2 separate regions of the Muntiacus reevesi genome follow, and region 2 is linked to region 1. A link is a contact called in public Hi-C data. All regions are on one chromosome and are shown on one strand. The core of a region is the stretch at or near the end of the contact, and the rest is flanking DNA. Distances in the headings are between cores, read along the strand shown.

The links. A called contact is a pair of places that touch in the nucleus more often than the background predicts.
Region 2: a contact with region 1 is called in a Hi-C map of blood, with 4 times the contacts expected there. The contact joins the promoter of COQ7 here to the promoter of RPS15A in region 1. A contact is called at or near these places in 2 of 3 Hi-C or Micro-C datasets (blood and muscle).

Annotation. Positions count from the first base shown.
Region 1 is chr2:195,166,907-195,170,255 of mMunRee1.1, reverse strand. RPS15A (ribosomal protein S15a) reads left to right here and starts at 1,878. Exons shown (of 5, transcript XM_065924411.1): 1 at 1,878-1,944; 2 at 2,976-3,113. The coding sequence starts at 2,981.
Region 2 is chr2:195,625,449-195,628,455 of mMunRee1.1, reverse strand. COQ7 (coenzyme Q7, hydroxylase) reads left to right here and starts at 1,638. Exons shown (of 6, transcript XM_065920306.1): 1 at 1,638-1,773. The coding sequence starts at 1,701.

The DNA of each region.
Region 1 (3,349 bases), core at 629-3,128:
GAATCAGGGACCTACTATGTGGAGTTAACTTACCTAGAAGCTGTGGGTACAGTGGTGAACAAAGCCAACCATATCCCTGCTTGCTTAATGGAGACAGACACTTCCAATATCTCAGGCGGTAAAACATATGGAGAAAAGTTAAACAGGGCAATGAGATTGGGGGGCGGGGAGGATGAGGAGGAGGATGTGTGACTGAACAGAGACCTGACAAACTGGGGGAGGAAAAGTCAATTTAAAGGGAAAAGCAAATGCAAAGGCCCTGAGGCAGAGTGTGCTTGGAATATGTGAAGAAAAGCCAGCCAGGGAGAACGCTGGAGGATGGTGTTCCTTTGCAAGGAGGCAGATGTTACAAGAGGGACCTTGTAAGTTTTTGTAAGGAATCTGGATTTTACTGAGGCTGACAGAAATCCTTGGAGAGTCCAAGGTCGGACAAGTTTTAAAATGATCATTCTGGCAGCCACGTGGGAAACACAGGGAAGGGGGTGGAAAATAAGGGAAGGGTAAGAAGGGAGGGTTCCTTGGACTGCCAGGAGATCCAACCAGTCCCTCCTGAAGGAGATAAGTTCTGGGTGTTCATTGGAAGGACTGATGCTGAAGCTGCAACTCTAATACTTTGGCCACCTCATGCGAAGAGCTGACTCATTGGAAAAGACCCTGATGCTGGGAGGGATTGGGGGCAGGAGGAGAAGGGGACGACAGAGGATGAGGTGGCTGGATGGCATCACCGACTCGATCGATGGGCATGAGTTTGAGTAAACTCCGGGAGTTTGTGATGGATAGGGAGGCCTGGCGTGCTGCGATTCCTGGGGTCGCAAAGAGTCGGACAGGACTGAGCGACTGAACTGACTGACTGAAGAAGGGAGGGTAAGGGTGAAAGCGGTGAGGAAGCTTAAGTCCTGGGCAGAAGCTTAGCCTGAGGTCACTCAGCTCCAGAGAGGGCGGCGCCAGAATTCACTGACTCCCAGGCAGCCGGACCTCGAGCCCGAAGCAGTAACTACTGAGCATTTATTTAATGCGTGCCAGGCATTTTGCGAGCCCTTTGTCACCATTATCTCATCTGACCCTTGCAACAACCTTGAAGAGGCCGAGCTTTTATTTCGAAACATTTGTGGCTTTCTTTGCAACTGTGTCTTTCAAAACTTGAAAGAAAAATCTGGAACTCCAGAAAATAATTTCTAATATTTAGGGAGCGTCAAAAAGGAAGCATCGATTAAGAAAAATATTTTTTACTCTTTTGAAAAAGTATAAACAAATTTCAAAAGACAAAAAGAAATTGTATAAGGAGAAAGCTCTACCCTGGTCGCTCAGTGGTAAAGAATTCGCCAACGCACGAAACCCGTGTTCGATTCCTGGATGGGGACGATCCCCTGGAGAAAGAAATGGCAACTTACCCATCTTTGCCTGGGAAATCCTTTGAACACAGGAGCCTTACCGGCTACAGTCCATAGGGTCACAAACAGTCGGATACGACTTAGCGACTAAACAACAAAAATGGGGAGAAAAGCATGACTCCCATCCCACTTTCTAACGCCCTTCCCAAAGGCAATTGCCGCCGATTATCCCTTGCAGAGATAGTGTAAATACGCACGTATCAAAATTCATTCTAAATAGTCAACAGTTACTGCAATAAAAATTAGTAAATATCTAGGCTCTCGTCAGTTTTTCGTTTTTACCAATTAGCTGCTAGAAAGGAGTTTAAAACTACCAATTCCGCATCTCTTGCCAGGTGACTGCCCCCATGCCGCGCCGGGGATGTTCGATTCCATCGATTCTCTACTACCTACCCCGGAGGAGGCTCCGCCCCTTCACCCGCCTCCTTCCAGTAGGCAATCCTTCTTTATTTGTTTTTGGCGGGGCTTTAAAAGTCTCGCGATAGCCCGACCCGTAACCCATAATTCCGTGCGCTCGCCCCTCCCGTCCTCTTTCCGCCATCTTTCCGTGCCGGTGAGTATCTCTCTCTGAGCTACCCAACATCATCCCTCGGTTATCGGTGCCATCCTGTGGTGTGGGAGTCGCGCTCCGTGTCCTGCGAGGATGTCGGAGGCCTCCTGGGCCGGAGATGCTAGCCTTGCTTGGGTCTGGGCAGGCATAGGGGAGAGTAATGCCCGGCTATTCCATGCTTTGCCTCCGGGAGAGCCCGGCCTCTGGGGCGCAGGCCGCAGCCCTTGGGAACAGGGAGCTTTGGACCGTTCCGGAGGGGTGGCAGCTCCGAATCTTTCGGCGGCGCCAGTACCTCCCGGTAGTGGTTGAGGCAGCTTGTTGGCTCCGAGAAGCACTGGAGGGCCACGGAGTTGGTGGGCCGTGCAGCTTCCCGTTACTGTGGTTGCGCCGGGAGCTTGGGAGATGAGGACCCTCAGGAGGGGAAACTGCATCCTGCCTGTGGTGGCGGTTTGCTGGGAGCGAATCTGGTTTCCTCTGAAGACACTGTGGAGCTGGAGGAAGTAGGTTGGAGCGCTACTGTTGTGGTTTGAGACATGCCTCTGTTCCTAACTTTCAAAAGTTTATTAGATGAAGTTTGTGCCCATTGAGGTAAGAGTCCAGTCTAGTGCATGTGAAATGTTTCAGTTTATTACTTTGGTACCCTTACTGTTGGGCATAGCTTTAGATGGCACAGGGCCGGACATTTTATGTTAATAGAGTAGTTCTGGGTGTTAGGTGAAAGTTGAGTAGTTCTTTCGGTTATTGGGAAAAGGCTGACTGAGTAGGTTTAAGGGACCGAGTTAATAGTAGAGATGCTGCTGAATTCCACAAGTTTGATTATCAACTCTCATTTTGAATAACCTACCACGACTGGTGTTTTTGTTTTAGTAGTTGACATCCTTCTTGGGTTACTGGGGAAACAGCCTGCTGAGAAATGGGGACGCTTCCACATGATTGAGGCAGAAAGGAAAGGAAGTGTTCGCAGGGAAATGATAGGGTGCCTGTTAATGGTAAAACGGTGCCGGTAAAACGCCTGTTTTGTTTTCCGAGAACAGCCAGAATGGTGCGCATGAATGTCCTGGCTGATGCTCTCAAGAGTATCAACAACGCTGAAAAGAGAGGCAAACGCCAGGTGCTTATTCGGCCGTGCTCCAAGGTCATCGTCAGGTTTCTAACAGTGATGATGAAGCATGGTAAGTTGCTGTTTTATGTTTTGAGATAAACATGCTGTGGAATGGGGCTTGGAGAAATTAACTGAGGAGAGAGGTCTGGAGAGGGAAAATGGGGAGCAAGGTGGCAGTCAGATGTGGTAACTAATGCAGTTGACTTGGGCTGTGGACAGGGTAGTCCTGGAGAAGTGATGCTGTTTAAGAAATGCTGAGTAGGACAGGACTGTTGAAAGAAGGAGGTTTGTGACTGTTGCTCTGCT
Region 2 (3,007 bases), core at 389-2,888, 460 kb before region 1:
GCAGTGTTGTTAGGGAAATTAAAATGGAGGAAGTTTTGTTCAGGCTTCAGAAGAGCAGGCCTCTGACCTGCTTCTGATCTGCCTGGACACTGCCCAGATTCTGTGCCTGCCTGCAAGCACAGTATGTGAGGCAGCACTTTAGATAAAAAAAGGAGTGGGTCTTGGAATTCTTGAGCCCCCGGAGGTCTGGCCAACCCCTCAGGGTCTAACAAAATCCTATGGCTCACAAGGTGAAACATTGTAAAAAGGTGAAAGTAAAAACAGAGCTGCATTTCTGCATGCAAACTATTAATGATACCAGTCTGCAGTCTAGGATTATAAGCAAGAGCCCCTGAAACTGCAATATGAAGTCTCACCCTTGGGGTGGGTGTACAGCCCAGGACCCTTTCCCAGTAGGGACTCCAGATTGCTGTTAACAAGGGACTTCCAGCCTGTTCAAGTCTAGATGTAGGTTGGCCCAATTTGGTGGTGTATGTGTTGTTAATTCTCTCTATTGTTTCTATTTCTCTTCTTTTAATTATTGTATGTTGAAACTGTCAATCTTCCATAAAAATGTGAAATTGTTTATGTATGTAATACCATGTGGTTTCTTGTGTTAATGAGTCCTTCCAACCTGAAAGGAAAGTAAAACTTTCAGCAAAAAAGTGCGTTAAATTTTAAAACAATTAGCAACATTATTCTACAATAGCAGTCTATCTTAAATATTTTATAGTGATGGATAAAAGATATATAATCCAAGAATGTAAAGTAGAAAATGAAAGTCACCTCACAATTTCAACTCTAGAGTTACCATTATTAAACATGCCTCCACACATGCACAGCCTCCCGACCAGTGATTTATTACAATTAATGAGTCTACCCTGACAGACAGGATACAGACTCAAAAGTATGAAATATGTTGCTAAATCTACTCATTCAACCTTCCCCTCAAGAAACAGTTTGCACCAATTTCCTGGGGACTCCGATGGTAAAGAATCTGCCTGCAGTGCAGGAGACTCAAATTGGATCCCTGGGTGGGGAAGATCCCCTGGAGAAGTGAATCCCTACCCACTCCACTATTCTCGCCTGGAGAATTCTATGGAGAGAGGAGTCTGGCACACTACAGCCCATGGGGGTCACAAAGCGTCCCGCACGACTGAGGTACTAACACAAGCTCTAACAGTAAAGGGGAAATAAGGATAGCAATAATAAATGTTCTTTGTAGAAAATCTAAAAATAGAGAAAAGGAGTAGGAGGAAATTTAGTTTGTCAACCCCAGTACCTAGAGTCAACACTATTTGCACGTGGTGAATTGAATTTCAGACTGTAATTTCTACTATTTTAAAGAGCCTACAGATAGAAATTTCCTGTATTGGCAAAGCACAAAATACAGTGGCTTTGCCGGTAAACAATTCCCTCATGGTCCTTTTCCTCAGGAATTGAAGTGAGTAATCTTTCACCTGTTTGGATTTTTGAAAGAGCCAGTTAGCATTCTCATCTCCATGGCAACTCTTTACGTAGTGATTGATAGCGACTGCATCCACTAGAGTCTTTTCATTTGACACTTCCAACCAATCGGGTGGAAGCTTGGGACTAGGGGCGTTTCCACCAGTGCGCGAGGCAGCCGCATCTGCCTTACGTCAGCCGTGCGTCATCAAGTCTGCGCCAAGGACACGGTTGGCCCGCTCCGTTCAAAGAGTAGTAGTGCTGCTTCCGCGGCAATGAGTTGTGTGCGGGCGGCGGCGGCTAGCTGCCTGTGGCGCCTGCGCACAGGCGCCCTGCAGCCCCTCTCAGGTAAAGGGGAGGCCTGAACGCGATCGCGCGTGGGACTGAGGAGCCCGGGAATTTTCTCCTTAGGCTTAGGTCGGAGAGGTCACGGGGCGGGTAGACGTTCACACGTCACAGGGCTGCGACGGAGGGCGACTGCGCGGCTGGAAAAGCGGCGCGAGGCGTGTAATCGGCCGCGGGCCCCGCCGGACCGAAAGGGGGTGGGTTTTCCGCTGTGACGTTCTGGCGAGCCCATTGGGCGTCCGCGCATTGCGGGCAATGACGTAATTTCACGCCTGTTCTGTGACGTCACGGCAGGTGTGGTAGGGGTTCCGGACTGAGGAGAGTTGGCAGTCTTGAAAGTTTAGTGTACTGGTGAGGGAGTGGGTGGTCCTTGTAGCTTTCGCTTATGGCCTTGTAGGTGGCCCTACGACCGGCAGCGTGGGCTTCCTCCCATACGCCCGCCCCACTCCGGAGCTTGTTAGAAACGCAGATTCTCAGATCGCTCTCCTAACCTACCGGATCTTAACAAGCCCTTGGAATGACTCGTGTGCATTTGCAAGTTAGAGAAGCACCGGAATGTTGGAAGGAGCATCGAATTGGAGTAGGGAGGATTGGGCTTAGATTCTGACTCGTCTTTTCCTCATTTATCCGAGCTGCCTCAGAAAATTGTGAGGTCATTTTCTCAAAGTTAAACCATTCGTGTACCACCGTCAGGATTTTTGCTTTATAACAATACCACTGATATTACTAGAGTTTTTTTTTTTTTTTAATATCCCTAAACCGTATTCCTTTTTTAAGTTAGAACATTGGAATCTAGATCCCTAGGTAAAAGGAAAACCAGTATCTCTTGTCCCAAAAAGAAAATCATAAAAGTACGCTGAAAACAAGTTATTGTATTAGATACTCTTGGCTACCAAGGTTTGAACTCAAGACCATCTTTTTTCTCGTAAGAAAGGAAAATTAACAAGTGTTAGGAAGATTTTAAGATACGCCAGCTGTAAACTGAGACAGTTTCCTTGATAAAATCAAAAGAGTTGGAAGAGAATCAGTTAAGTTGCTCAGTCCTGTGTGTGACTCTTTGCAACCCCATGGACTGCTGCACACCAGGCTTCCCCTGTCCATCACCAACTCTGGGAGCTTGCTCAGACTCATGTCCGTTGAGTCAGTGATGCCATCCAACCATCTCATCCTCTGTCTTCCCCTTGTCCTCCTGCCTTCAGTCTTTCCTAGCGTCAGGGTCTTTTCCAGTGAGTCAGTT